2 separate regions of the Pan troglodytes genome follow, and region 2 is linked to region 1. The links are chromatin contacts, called in public Hi-C maps. All regions are on one chromosome and are shown on one strand. The core of a region is the stretch at or near the end of the contact, and the rest is flanking DNA. Distances in the headings are between cores, read along the strand shown.

What was found. Hi-C and Micro-C count contacts between places; a contact is called where the count stands out from the background.
Region 2: a Hi-C map of stem cell-derived neural progenitor cells shows a contact between it and region 1, with 4 times the contacts expected there. The contact joins the promoter of PGPEP1 here to the promoter of IQCN in region 1. A contact is called at or near these places in 1 of 7 Hi-C or Micro-C datasets (stem cell-derived neural progenitor cells) and 1 of 1 datasets of contacts at active chromatin or transcription factors (stem cell-derived excitatory neurons).

What each region holds. Positions count from the first base shown.
Region 1 is chr20:20,920,934-20,928,261 of NHGRI_mPanTro3-v2.0_pri, reverse strand. IQCN (IQ motif containing N) reads left to right here and starts at 4,133. Exons shown (of 4, transcript XM_001173887.5): 1 at 4,133-4,254.
Region 2 is chr20:20,988,614-20,995,941 of NHGRI_mPanTro3-v2.0_pri, reverse strand. PGPEP1 (pyroglutamyl-peptidase I) reads right to left here and starts at 2,783. Exons shown (of 5, transcript XM_009435025.3): 1 at 2,632-2,783; 2 at 428-480. The coding sequence starts at 2,665.

The DNA.
Region 1 (7,328 bases), core at 2,884-5,383:
ATCTAGGCTCACTGCAACCTCTGCCTCCCGGGCTCAAGTGATTCTCCTGCCTCAGCCTCCAAGTAGCTCGGATTACAGGTGCCCACCATGCTCGACTACTTTTTTGTATTTTTAGTAGAGACAGGGTTTCACCATGTTGGTCAAGTTGGTCTGGAACTCCTGACCTCAAGTGGTCCACCCGCCTCGGCCTCCCAAAGTGCTGGGATTACAGGCGTGAGCCCCCACGTCCGGCCAGGGTTTGGTTTTTAGCTGTCACGTTGCCTTGTGGGAGGTCATGCAGACGTTTCAGCAGGGCCTGAAGGAACCTGCTGAAGGGAACCGAGGCTGAGGTGGGAGAGCAGGGGTGTCTGGACACACAAGAGATCAAGAACCACATCTCGGGCAGAGTGTCACTGGTTGGGAGACCGGGTTCCAGCTTAGGTTCCAGTTGGCATTTGTGAGATCTCAGGCGAGTCCTCCTCCCCCGATGGCCTCTACATCCTGTGCTGTGAGATGCGGGTGTTTGCATCCAGCGTAACATCTCTCAGGTCACAAGTCAGAACTGGGAGGTGCTCAGGGGACGGACAACAGTGACTGCACTCAATGATGGTACCTACTGTGGCCCCCAATTAGTAGAGAAGGGGAAGGGAAGTTTTGAGACTTGCCCAACACCCCTGTTTTTTTTTTTTTTTGAGACGGAGTCTCGCTCTGTCGCCCAGGCTGGAGTGCAGTGGCGCAGTCTCGGCTCACTGCAAGCTTCGCCTCCTGGGTTCATGCCATTCTCCTGCCTCAGCCTCCTGAGTAGCTGGGAATACAGGCGCCCGCCACCACGCCTGGCTAATTTTTTGTACTTTTAGTAGAGATGGGGTTTCACCATGTTAGCCAGGATGGTCTTGATCCCCTGACCTCATGATCCGCCCGCCTCGGCCTCCCGAAGTGCTGGGATTACAGGCGTGAGCCACCGTGCCCGGCCAACACCCCTGTTAAATGGCAGAGCAGCGATTCAAACCCAGGTCTCTTGCTTGCCTGCCCCCAAGTGGTCTAAGGCGAAAGGACTCTGAGGAGCCCTTCAGAGAGGTGGAGGACATACTTTGTTTTTCTTTTTTTTTTTGAGACTGAGTCTTCCTCTGTCGCCCAGGCTGGAGTGCAATGGCCTGATCTTGGCTTACTGCAACCTCCACCTCCCAGTTTCAAAGCGATTCTCTTGCCTCAGCCTCTCGATTAGCTGGGATTACAGGTGTCTGCCACCATACCCAGCTAAATTTTTTTTTTTGAGACGGAGTCTCGTTCTGTCTCCCAGGCTGGAGTGCAGTGGCGTGATCTCAGCTCACTGCAAGCTCTGCCTCCCTGGTTCACGCCATTCTCCTGCCTCAGCCTCCTGAGTAGCTGGGACTGCAGGCGCCTGCCACTACGCCCGGCTAATTTTTTTTGTATTTTTAGTAGAGACGGGGTTTCACCGTGTTAGCCAGGATGGTCTCGATCTCCTGACCTCGTGATCTGCCCGCCTCAGCTTCCCAAAGTTTCTGGGATTACAGACGTGAGCCACCCTGCCTGGCTAAATTTTTTTTTTTTGTATTTTTAGTAGAGACGGGTTTCACCATGTTGCCCAGGCTGGTCTCGAACTCCTGACCTCAGGTGATCCACCCACCTTGGCTTCCCAAAGTGCTGAGATTACAGGTGTGAGCCACTGGGCCCCACAAGTTTTTTTTTTTTTTTTTTTCTTTACAAGATGAGGTCTCGCTCTTGCCTTGGCCAGAGTGCAGTGGCAAGACCACAGCTCACTGCAGCCTTGACCTCCTAGGCTCAACTGATTGTCCTGCCTCACCTCAGGCTCCCAAGTAGCTGGGACCACAGGTGCACGCCACCATGCCCTACTAATTTGTATTTGTATTTTTTCTGAGACGGAGTCTTGCTCTGCCGCCCAGGCTGGAGTGCAGTGGCGCCATCTCGGCTCATTGCAAGCTCCGCCTCCCAGGTTCACGCCATTCTCCTGCCTCAGCCTCCTGAGTAGCTGGGACTACAGGCGCCTGCCACCATGCCTGGCTAATTTTTTTGTGTTTTTAGTAGAGATGGGCTTTCACCGTGTTAGCCCGGTTGATCTCGATCACCTGACCTCATGATCCGCCAGCCTTGGCCTCCCAAAGTGCTGGGATTACAGGCGTGAGCCACTGCGCCCAGCCGCCCTACTAATTTTTAAATAATTTTTTTGTAGAGATGGGATCTGTGTTGCCCAGGCTGGTTTTGAACTCCTGTGTTCAAGTGATCCTCCAACCTCGGTCTCCCAAAATGCTGGGACTACAGGTATTGAGCCACTGTACTCGGCCTCTTTTTTTTTTTTTGTTTTTTTTTTTGAGTCAGGGTCTCACTCTCATTCAGGCTGGAGTGCAGTGGTGCAATCTTGGCTCACTGTAGCCTCCACCTCCTGGGTTCAAGCGACTCTCCTGCCTCAGCCACCAAAGTAGCTGGGATTACAGGCATTTGCCATCATGCCTGACTAATTTTTGTATTATTAGTAGAGACGAGGTTTTGCCATATTGGTCAGGCTGGTCTCGAACTCCTGGGCTCAAGCGATCTGCCCGCCTTGGCCTCCCAAAGTGCTGGGATTATAGGCATGAACCATCGTGCCCAGCGTCCCCAGCATTTATTGACACCTAGTTGATGCATACTCCCTGGAGGCCAGCCCTCCAGTCTGATGGGGGAGTCAAGCAGGCATGAGCTGTGATGTGAAGGGCTTTTTCTAAATCACAGATCTGACTCCTTACTTAAAAACTTTTTGGAAAAAGTCCTGACTGCACCAGTCCCTGGGCTGGCCAGTGTCTCCTTTCAGGAGCCTCTCCACCCAAATTCCCAATATCCTGCCTTCCTGGCCTCAGGGTCTTTGCACGGCTGCAGCTGTAGTTCTGTGCCAGCTACTCTTCCCCCAGTCATGCAGCTGAGCGCCACCTCCCAGCCTCAGCTGCACAGTCCTCGGAAGCCTGTCCGTAGTAACCCTCAGGCTAGGCCAGCACCTTACTGGGCTCCTACGGTCTCAAATTGCCCTGAGAACTCCCAGTTTGTGTTTAGCTCATTGACAGCACAGAAGGGACCTGTTCTGATGAAACATCCAAAGGATGAGCTGGGCGCAGTGGCTCATGCCTGTAATCCCAGCACTTTGGGAGGCCGCAGCAGGCGGATCACTTGTGGTCAGGAGTTTGAGACCAGCCTGGCCAACATGGTGAAATCCTATCTCTACTAAAACTACATAAATCAGCTGGGCGTCATAGCATGCACCTGTAGTCCCAGCTACTCAGGAGGCTGAGGCACGAGAATTGCTTGAACCCGGGGAGGTGGAGGTTGCAGTGAGCCGAGATCGTAGCACTGCACTCCAGCCTGGGCAACAGAGCGAGACTCAATCTCAAAAAACAGACAAAGGATATAAACCCCATCCAACTGCCATCTGCCATGTCCCTGATTTTGTCCAAAGTCACACCCACAGTATAGGGAAGGTTTTGGAGGGGGTGATCACTGCAGAGGGAGGTCAGGCACCCCTGCTGGTTCTTGTCCCGGCAACCCTCAGCGGCTCCCCAAGGAAGCCAGGCAGAGGCGTCTGGGCCAGGCTGGCTTTGGCTGGAGCCAGCTGCACTGAGTCCAAGGTGCGTGTCAGCCTTGGCCCAGCCAGCGGTGACTCATGCTGGGCCCCAGCCCAGCCCCAGGAGGTGATCCAGGACAGCGGCCTGACTTCCCCTTATAGCGCTGCGGCTCAGGGTCAGTACCCACTTTTGCCGGGCCCAGTGGGGTTCCCAAGAGATCAAGTCCGGCCCCACCCCAAGGAGCCCGCAGTCTCAGAGCCACACCCAAGACATCAGTGAGAACCCTGACTGGCCCGTTGCACCCCCTTTTTGGTCCCTTCCCATCTAGCCATTTTACAGCCCCAAATTCTTTGAGTTGTTTGTATCCCCAGACATGGGGCAAATTCCAGCATATAGTAGGTGCTCAGAAAATGCCCGTGGGATGAAAGACTGAAACTGCCTCTAGGTACATGGAGGGGGAGATTTGGGGTTCCCTCTGTGCTGAGAACCCTTTGTACTCAGGATGAGCCGGTGTAGGTAGCAACCACCATGACCTTTGGCCCTGCCCTGCATCCTGTTCCCCAACCTCTGGCTGTGCCTTCTAGAATCCCCACCCCCTAAGAGCTGCCAGGGATTGGCCAGAACTTGGCTTTGAGTCACAAAGCTGCTGCGGCACCAGGGCTCCAAGACTGGCCGTTCAGACTGCTGGGTTTAGCTTCAGGGGCAGGTGAGTGGGGCTGGTGGCTTTGGGGGCGGGTGAGTGGGGCTGGTGGAGGACTTGTTTGCGAGGGTTCGTGGGGGACCCTGTCGTTCTCCTCTGGCCCCCAGTGCCTTTAGAGCCCTTCTGGGCCTTCTGGGTGACTGCAAATGATGGGTCAGCTCCTTGGCCCCTCAGAGCAGGGGCTCTAGGGACCTCTAAAGCCTTGATGGCGGATTTGTTCACCTGTGATGGGGGACATCCTGGAGAGCCTGTTATGTCTCTTTATTATTTTTTTTTAAATAAATAGAGACATGTTGCCCAGGCTGTTTTCAAACTCTTGGGCTGCAGCGATCCTCCCACCTTGGTCCCCCAAAGTGCTTGGATTACGGGCAGGAGCCACTGCACCCAGCTGGGCCTGTTGTGTCTCTTTGGCAACCTGAGGATGGTGATCTTATGTCTTGTGACAGATAGGGAAATTGAGGCTCAATTGAGACTCAAAATTACCGAGCCAGTCGCTTGGCTTCTGTGTCCAGGGGGCCCCTGTTCCTTCTTCTCATCCTCCACAATCCCGTTTCTCACCCCTTCTGGTTGAGTTCCTCTAAAGAGCTGCACCGTTTGGTTGATGAAACCTCAGCCCCTGGAATGGGCCCATTCAGCTCCCAAAGCTGCTGTCTCCCGGGTTCAAGTGATTTTCCTGCCTCAGGAGTTTGAGACCAGCCTGACCCATATGGTCAAACCCCATCTCTACTAAAAATTCAAAAATTAGGCCAGGCAAGGTGGCTCACGCCTGTAATGCCAGCACTTTGGGAAGCCGAGGCGGGCAGATCACCTGTGATCAGGAGTTCAAGACCAGCCTGACCAACATGGAGAAACCCCGTTTCCACTAAAAATACGAAATTAGTCAGGTGTGGTGGCGCATGCCTGTAATCCTAGCTATTTGGGAGGCTGAGGCAGGAGAATCGCTTGAACCTGGAGGCAGAGGTTGCAGTGAGCCAAGATGGCGCCATTGCACTCCAGCCTGGGCAACAAAAGTGAAACTCCGTCTCAAAAAGAATAATAATAATAATTAGGCCGGGCATGGTGACTCATGCCTGTAATCCCAGCACTTTGGGAGGCCGAGGCGGGCGGATCATTTGAGGTCAGGGGTTCGAGACCAGTCTGGCCAACATGGCGAAACCCCAACTCTACTAAAAATACAAAAGTTAGCCAAGTGTGATGGCAAGTGCCTGTAATCCCAGCTACTCGGGAGGCTGAGACAGGAGAATCACTTTGAACCCGGGAGGCGGAGGTTGCAGTGAGCCAAGATCGTGCCACTGCACTTCAGCCTGGGCAACAGAGCAAGATTCCACCCATCTCAAAAAAAAATAATAATAAATATATGTGTGTCAGTTATCCATGCATTGCCTCTTGTCTCCAAATGGACCCTTTCAATATGTGATAAACAAAGGAATTTCTTTCGTTATGTCTTGTTTAAAGTGAGCACAATGCTCGGCCAGGCGCGGTGGCTCACGCCTGTAATCCCAGCACTTTGGGAGGCCGAGGTGGGCGAATCACGAGGTCAGGAGATGGAGACCATCCTGGCTAGCATAGTGAAACCCCGTCTCTACTAAAAATACAAAATATTAACTGGGCGTGGTGGCGGGCACCTGTAGTCCCAGCTACTCAGGAGGCTGAGGCAGGAGAATGGCGTGAACCCGGGATGCGGAGCTTGCAGTGAGCCGAGATGGTGCCAGTGCACTCCAGCCTGGGAGACAGAACGAGACTCCGTCTCAAAAAAAAAAAAAAAAAAGTGAGCACAATGCTAAGATTTCTCAATAGAGGGCGCTGGTGAGGCATTAGGGATAGAGGTGTGAAGACACCAGGTGAAGCCTGCCCGAGCCCTGGATCCAGAACGTGGTCCTGTGACTTTGCAGTCTTGACCTGGTGAAAACCTTTCCGCAGCCCTCTCAACACACACAAAAAATAGAGCCCCTAAGGCCGGGCGCGGTGGCTCATGCCTGTAATCCCAGCACTTTGGGAGGCCAAGGTGGGTGGATCACCTGAGGTCAGGAATTTGAGACCAGCCTGACCAATATGATGAAACCCCATCTGTACTAAAAATACAAAAATTTGCTAGGCGTGGTGGCAGGTGCCTGTAATCCCAGCTGCTCAGGAGGCTGAGGTAGGAGAATCGCTGGAACCCGAGAGGTAGAGGTTGCAGTGAAAGGAGATCGCGCCACTGCACTCCAGCCTGGGCGACAAGAACAAAACTCAAAAGAGAGAAAAAAAAAAAAAAAAAAAAAAAGGCCAGGCGCGGTGGCTCACGCCTGTAATCCCAGCACTTTGGGAGGCCGAGGCAGGCGAATCACCTGAGATCAGGAGTTTGAGACCAGCCTGGCCAACATGGTGAAACCCCGTCCCTCCAAAAACAAAACAAAACAAACAAAATTAGCTGGGTGTGGTGAGATTCATGCCTGTAATCCCAGCTACTCGGGAGGCTGAGGCAGGAGAATCGCTTGAACCCGGGAGGCGGAGGTTGCAGTGAGCCAAGATGGTGCGTGCCGCTGCACTCCAGCCTGGGGGACAGAGTGAGACTCTGTCTCAAAAATCATAAATAAATAAATGATAATAAAAGAACAGAGCCCCCACGGTGGCCCATACACATTGAAGGCCTCCTGCCCCAACAACACTTAGGTTTCCAGTGCACATCCAGAGCACCAACTGTTGATAACCTGTTCCCACATCTGCACCCTGGAGGGTGGGCCTTTTGCTTGTTTTGCAACTCCAGACCAGCTCTGGCTTGGCCGATCCAGCAATTATCTCCGTTAACTTGTTAGGCGGGACCATACTTTCTCCAAGGAAGTCTGAATGCTCTCCAAATTTGCCCCTTTTTTGGGGATACTCCCTCAGCCCTAAAGTACCACATAGAGTTTCCTTTTATCTTTTTTTTTTTTTTTTGAGACTGAGTTTCGCTCAGTCACCCAGGCTGGTGTGCAATGGTATGATCTCAGCTCACTGCAACCTTCGCCTACTGGGTTCAAGAGATTCTCCCACCTCAGCCTCCTAAGTAGCTGGGATTACAGGCACCTGCCATCATACCTGGCTAATTTTTGTATTTTTAG
Region 2 (7,328 bases), core at 1,534-4,033, 69 kb before region 1:
CAGGAAGAGATGTGGATCCGACATCGTTTTGTAAGAGCTGGCTGGGCGTAGTGGCTCACGCCTGTAATTCCAGCATTTTAAGAGGCTGAGGCAGGAGGATTACTTGAGGTCAGGAGTTCGAGACCAGCCTGGCCAACATGGTGAAACCCCGACTCTACTAAAAATACAAAAATTAGCCGGGCGTGGTGGCAGCCACCTATAATCTCTGCCACTCTGGAGGCTGAGGTGGGAGAATCGCTTAAACCCAGGAGGCGAAGGTTGCAGTGGGCTGAGATTGTGCCATTGCATTCCAGCCTGGGTGACAGAGTAAGATTTTGTCTCAAAAAAAAAAAAAAGTTTTTGTTAAAAGGGGACCTTCTTGGATGCCATAACTTTCTGGGGGGTGCCCAGCTCCAAGCCTGACTCCCACCCTCTGGATCTAAGTTACCTGAACTGCAATCCAACTGGCGTTCACGGTGTGTTCCCCAAAAGGGCCAAATCCTGAAAAAACAGGAAAAGCAATATATTACCCAAGAGTGGCCCTTCCCAGTCTGCCCCTGGCCTGGCCACTACTCCCACCTGGAGAAGCAAGAAAGGAGCTTCAGGGCGCAGCTGCCAGGGACAACATTGGGGGCCTGGTCCTGAGTTCTGGGAGCACCTGGAGGCCCGTCAGAGCCGCCGTCCTGCACCTGTCCGCTCTGAAGTCAATGAGTCCCTTCCTGTCTTCACCTCCACCTGCCCCTCATGCTCAGCCAGGGGCCAGAGGTCTCTTCTGCCTCCGAAAAGGTCCTGATCCTGTCTTCACTTCCTCTGGTCCCCTTGACTCAACCTACAATTATTGTGTCACTGTCCCAAAATGCCCTGAATTGGCACCAAATGAGGAATGAGCCCTCCAGGCTGTCTAGATTTCACCTTGTCACCCTCCTCCCTGCTAGCTCAAACTCCAGGCCCCCTTTCCAAAACACGACAGTCGCCCAAGGCTGTGCTAAGTGATCTTCCTGGCATTAAGCCTGGCCACATCCCCTTTCAGGCAAGGGTGTTTCCTGGGCCCAGTTTCCAGGAGCAGGGACTGAGGCACAGAGAGGTGAAGCTAGCTGCCCAAGGCCACACAGCAAGAAGGTGAAAAAGCTGGGATTCAAATCCAGATCTGGGGTTGGGTGCAGTGGCTCATGCCTGTAATCCCAGCACTTTGGGAGGCCAAGGCGGGCGGATCACCTGAGGTCAGAAGTTTGAGACCAGCCTGGCCAACATGGTGAAACCCCGTTTCTACTAAAAATACAAAAAATTAACCAGATGGAGTGATGCGTGCCCGTAATTCCAGCTACTCAGGAGGCTGAGGCAGGAGAATCGCTTGAACCCAGGAGGCGAAGGTTGCAGTGAGCCGAGATCGCGCCGTTGTGCTCCAGCTTGGGCAACAAGAGCAAAACTCCGTCTCAAAAAAAAAAAAAAAAAAAATACGGTCCATCTGGGCCAGTGATCCCACAGGATATGAATGCTATGCAGAGATGCTGTAGCCTGGGATAGCAGGTAGGGGCTGTGGCTCAGGAGGGGACCTCCTAACTCTATCCTTCTGTACAGCCAAAGTTTGAGTCTCAGCTCAGCCCCTTACAAACTGGATGACCTCTGTGAGCCTCAGTTTCCCTTTCTGCAAAATGGAGACAGTAAAGATGTAATCAGCTCATGCAAAAAGTGCTGGAATAAATAACCAGATAAAGGAAGGCTGGAAGGGGTGGGGGCAGTGACCCTCCTCCCAATTATACACACCTGTTAAGCAGGTGCCTTGTTTCTTCCTTCTTCCCTGAATCTCCTGGATCAGCCTCAACCTCCCTTCAACAGCCACAAAACACCTGTGTGCACCTTTGCTGGATTTCCCACTCTGACCCCTCCAGACAGCAGGTCAAAATGACCCCCCCCACTCCTTGACTCTGAGGCCCCAGCGGAAGTTGGCGCCCCACGTGGCCCCGAGGCGGAGTCTCAGGGAGGAGAAACAGTTGGTTTGGGGGTGGGGGGGAGTCGGTGACAGCAGGGGCCCTGACTCACCAACAAACAGCCCTGGCACAAAACACAAAAAGGTTTCCGCTGAAGACAGTCCCTGGGACAGCTGGGAGAGCCCGAGGTCCCCGGACCCCCACCTGCCCCTGCGTTGGGAGAGTAGCCCCCCAGGAGCGCAGGGCGCGGCGAACAGTGACTGGGAGGTTCATTTGTCACTGGGACACTTCCTGCCCGCAAATCGGCCTTTGTCCCCTGGGGCCAGGGGTTGGGGGAGCGGTGTGGGGACAGGCTGGACCTCGGAAGGGGCAGGGAGGAAGGGTCCAGTCCAGCCCGCAGGCCAGACAGAGGAGGCAGGTGCCAGGAGGGTCACCATCCCCACCTTGGGAGGAAAGGACGCCAGGGGGGCCTGCGCAGCGCCGGGCTTTTGCCCGGCCCCCCAAGCCCCGCGCCTGACTGCCCTGACTCCCGACCCTGGGACCCCCAAGGCTCCTCCTCCTCCACTTTCCAGGAAGCCTGGGCTGCGCGGGGCTCCCGCGGGTGATGACACCTTCCAAATCTGAGAGGACTTCCAGCACCTGCCCCTCTCGGCCCCGCAGTCCCGGAGCCGCCCCCGCCTCTGCCCCCGGCCGCTGCCGCTACAGCCCCCATCAGCCAGCGTACCCGTCACTACCACCGCCTTCCTCGGCTGCTCCATGGCGGGATCGGGCTGTGCCTCGGACCTGCTTCTGTTGCGACTGGCGCGACAGCTGCTGCCGCTGCAGCCTCTCGGCCGCGCGAGGCCACGCCCCTGTCACGCCCCCGGCCACGCCCCCGGTCGGCCGCTCGGCGTGCGCGCCCCCGGGCCCGAGACGCAGCGTGCGCGCCCTGCGCCCCGCCCCCGTCGGCTAGGCCCGGTATTCCCCAGCCTCCGTTTCCCCGTCTGCAAAATGGGAACATCTTATGCCATAGTGTGTAGCCGCTTGCACGCACTGAGCCAGGTGCTGGGGATGAGCCGGTCCTTTATTCTGCAAGGGTTCATCGAGGGCCTGCCCTATGCATGCATACTGCCCAGAATTAGGGAGGGAAGTCCCCACGAGCAAGGCCCGTTTTCCAGATAAGGAAACTGAGGCACAGAATGCCACTTCCCCGAGGTCACTCGCCTCAAGGGGTCACAGGAGCAGCATTCAGGCCAGGAAGTTGGCGGGGGTGGGGGAGGACAGAGTAAAAAAGGAAAAACACGGCAACCACATTTGTGTGGTGCCAGAAGTTTCTCTGCAGGCCCCCATGGTCCTAGGAGGCTAATGGGGGAGGGCGATTGTACCTGCTGTTCCCTCTGCCGGAACACACCCCGCAGGTACCTGCGAAGCTGGCCTCCTTCAGGCCTCAGCTCCAGTGTTCCAATGTCGCCTCCTCCCAGGGGCCCTCCTCCTGTCCTGGCTGTCACCTCCTCCGAGGGGTGAACTGTCACTTTCTCCTTGGGGCCTTCTCTGGCTATCACCTCCCTGCTATCCTATTACCTCCTCTGAGGGTTCCTTCTGGCCCTCCTTGGCTGAAATGACCTCACTGCTACCCCCCAGTGGTTCCATCTCATTCCCTGGTTCCATCCTCTTCATAGCAATAAAGCTCAGAAATAATTTCCTTTTTCTCTCTTTTTTTTTTGGAGACAGGGTCTCACTCTGTTACCCAGGCTGGAGTGCAGTGGCAAAATCATAGCTCTGTAACTTTGACCTCCAGGGCTCAACTGATCCTCACATCTCAGCCTCCTGAGTAGCTGGGACTACAGGTGTGTGGCACCACACCCAGCTAATTTTTGTATTTTTGTAGAGATGGGGGTTTCATAGTGTTGCACAGGCTGGTCTCGAACTCCCGAGCTCAAGCAATCCGCACACCTTGGCCTCCCCAAAGTGCTGGGATTACAGGTGTAAACCAGCACACCTGGCCAGAAATCATTTTTAATTTTTTTTAGCTTTTAAGTTTTGGGGTACATGTGCAGGTTTGTTATATAGATAAACTCGTGTCATGGGGTTTGTTGTACAGATTATTTAGTCCCCCAGGTATTCTTAAGCAGAAATTATATATGTATTTATTTATTTGAGACGTAGTTTCACTCTTGTCACCCAGGCTGGAGTGCAGTGGTGTGATCTTGGCTCACTGCAACCTCTGCCTCCCGGGTTCAAGCAATTCTCCCACCTCAGCCTCCCAAGTAGCTGGGATTACAGGCGAGTGCCGCCATACCCAGCTAATTTTGTATTTTTAGTAGAGAGGGAGGTTCACCATGTTGGCCAGGCTGGTCTCGAACTCCTGACTTCAGGTGATCCACCCTTCTCAGCTTCCCAAAGTGCTGGGATTACAGGCATGAACCACCGCCTCCGGCCCCCACTCCCCAGGTATTATTAAGCAGAAATCATTTAGTATAGTCACAGCCTCTCTGGTTGGCTTCCCATTTCCTCTGACATAGAGATGAGAACTTCTAGAGGAGGAAGTGTTGTTCTGTTAGAGCTGCGTCTCAACACCCAGCACATCCCCAGGCACATTCTGCCAACATTCATCAGAGACCAGAATTCCTCTAAAAACAGGTAGAAAATGAAAGCTGAGTTTCTGGCCACATCTTCAGAAACAGGACTGGACCTTGGACTTGGGTCACGAATTTTTTTTTTTTTTTTTTAGACAGGATCTTGTTCTTTTGCCCAGGCTGGAGAGCAATGGAGCGATCACAGCTCACTGCAGCCTTAATCTCCAAGGCTAAAGCAATTCTTCCACCTCAGCCTCCCGAGTAGCTGGGACTACAGGCGCGTGCTGCCATGCCCGGCTAATTTTTATATTTTTTGTAGGGACGAGGTCTTGCTATGTTGCCTGTTTGGGTTGGTCTTGAAATCCTGGGCTCAAGCAATCCTCCTGCCTCAGCCTCCCAAAGTGCTGGGATAACAGGCATGAGCCAGAACTCCTGACTGTGTGGTTCACTGATAGCCCGTTCCACTTTGACTTTGCCATCATTCGCCAAGACACTATGGTTTTTTGTTTGTTTGTTTGAGACAGAGTCTCACTCTGTCGCCCAGGCTGGGGTGCAATAGCACGATCTAGGCTCACTACAACCTCCGGCCCCTGGGTTCAAGCGATTCTCCTGCCTCAGCCTCCTGAATAGCTGGGACTACCAGCGCCTGCCACCGTGCCCGGCTAATTTTTGCATTTTTAGTAGGGATGGGGTTTCACCATGTTGGCCAGGCTGGTCTTGAACTCCTGACATCAGGTGATCTGCCTGCCTTGGCCTCCCAAAGTGCTGAGATTACAGACATGAGCCACCGTGCCCAGCTGGTACTATGGTGTTTACTGGCTCCACCCCCGAATTCCTCCAACACCAAGGGCAGAGTTCTCTAGACTGCCCCTGAGCCCTGTTTGGAAGCCCACACACCAGGTCACACGCTCAGTGGCTATTTTGGTCTTTAGCAGCTTCAGGTAGAATGCAGAACATCAGAGAGCTGTCTGAGCTGGCCAGGGAATGAGGTCCAAGCCAAGTGGGAGAAAAGAGCAGATCAAAACACTAACCTGGCCAGGCGCAGTGGCTCACGCCTGTAATCCCAGCACTTTGGGAGGCCGAGGCAGGCGGATCACTTGAGGTCAGGAATTCGAGACCAGCCTGGCCAACATGGTGAAACCCTGTCTCTACTAAAAATGCAAAAAACTAGCAGTGAGTGGTGGCGCGTGCCTGTAGTCCCAGCTACTGGGGAGGCTGAGCCAGGAGAATCACTTGAACCCAGGAGGCGGAAGTTGCAGTGAGCTGAGATCGTGCCACTGCACTCCAGCCTAAGCGACAGAGCGAGACACCGTCTCAGAAAAAACAAAACAAAACAAAAAAACCACTCACCCAAAGGCAGGTTTTATAACCTGAATATGTCATACGTGCCTGGTGTGGAGTATGTGCGTTGCTAGAAGAGGGAAGGCGAGAGGGAAGTGACAGTGGATTTTAGTTTCCTCAATTGCAATGGGAGGAACGAAAACATGTAGAGTCAGCAGTGATGGGGAGAAACTGAGTCATGCCCCACTGCCCCAATGACTGGCGTAAAGGCTAATGTTCACTCGTAGCCTTAATCATGTTGGGCCATGTTTTTGTTTTTTGAGATATGATCTTGCTTTGTCTCACAGACTGGAGCACAGTGGCACAGTCACAGCTCACTGCAGCTTCCACCCCCTGGGGTCAAGCCATCCTCCCACTCCAGCCTCCCAAGTAACTGGGACTACAGGCATGTGCCACCATGCCCAACTTGGAGGAACTTTTTTTTTTTTGAGACTGTCACCCAGGCCGGAGTGCGGTGGCACGATATTGGCTCACTGCAGCCTCTGTCTCCCAGGTTCAAGTCATTCTTCTGCCTCAGCCTCCCAAATAGCTGGGACTACAGGTGCACGCCACCATGCTCAGCTAATTTTTGTATTTTTAGTAGAGATGGGGTTTCTCCATGTTGGCTAGGCTGGTCTCAAACTCCTGACCTCAAGTGATCTGCCCGCCTCGGCCGGGGTTGGGGGGGGTGGTTTGTAGTAACATGTACATAACATAAAATTTACCATCTTAAGCATACCCTTGGGTAGCATTAGGTACGTTCACATTGTTGTGGAACCATTACCACCATCCATCTCCAGAACTTGTTCTTCCCAAACAAGCTCCATACCTATTAAACGCTCCCTCCCTATTCCCCTCCCTCAGCCCCTAGCACCCAACATTCCACTTTCTGTCTCTATGAATTGGATGACTGTGGCTGGGTGTGGTGGCCCATGCCTATAATCCCAGCACTTTGGAGGCTGAGGCAGGTGGATTGCTTGAGGCCAGGAGTTCGAGACCAGCCTGGCCAACATGGGAAAACCCCGTCTCTTAAAAATACAAAAAATATTAGCCAGGCATGGTGGTGAAACGGGAAAGATTCCCTTGTTCCCCTCGCAGGGTGGGTGATGGGGGTGTGGCTTGCTTCTGAAGTGCTCCTCTACTCAGACCTCTAGGGGAGCATACAGATGGGCAGGCTGTGGGACTCTGACCCCACAGCAGTGTCCGGGGTGAATGTTTACAGCTCCTGAAGCCCCAGGGGGCATGTGTTACAGGGTGCTTTTTTAAGTTTGCCATCTATAGGCAGCTTACCAGCTCAATTAGATCCTCTACCTTGTCACAAGGACAGAGGGATTTCTTTTATTTTTTTCTTTTCTTTTCTTTCTTTTTTTTTTTTTTGAGACAGAGTCTCGCTGTGTCCCCTAGGCTGGAGTGCAGTGGCGTGATCTTGGTTCACTGCCATCTCTGCCTCCCGGGTTCAAAGTGATTCTCCTGCCTCAGCCTCCCAGGTAGCTAGGACTACAGGTGACCGCACCCTTACCCGGCTAATTTTTTTTATTTTTAGTAG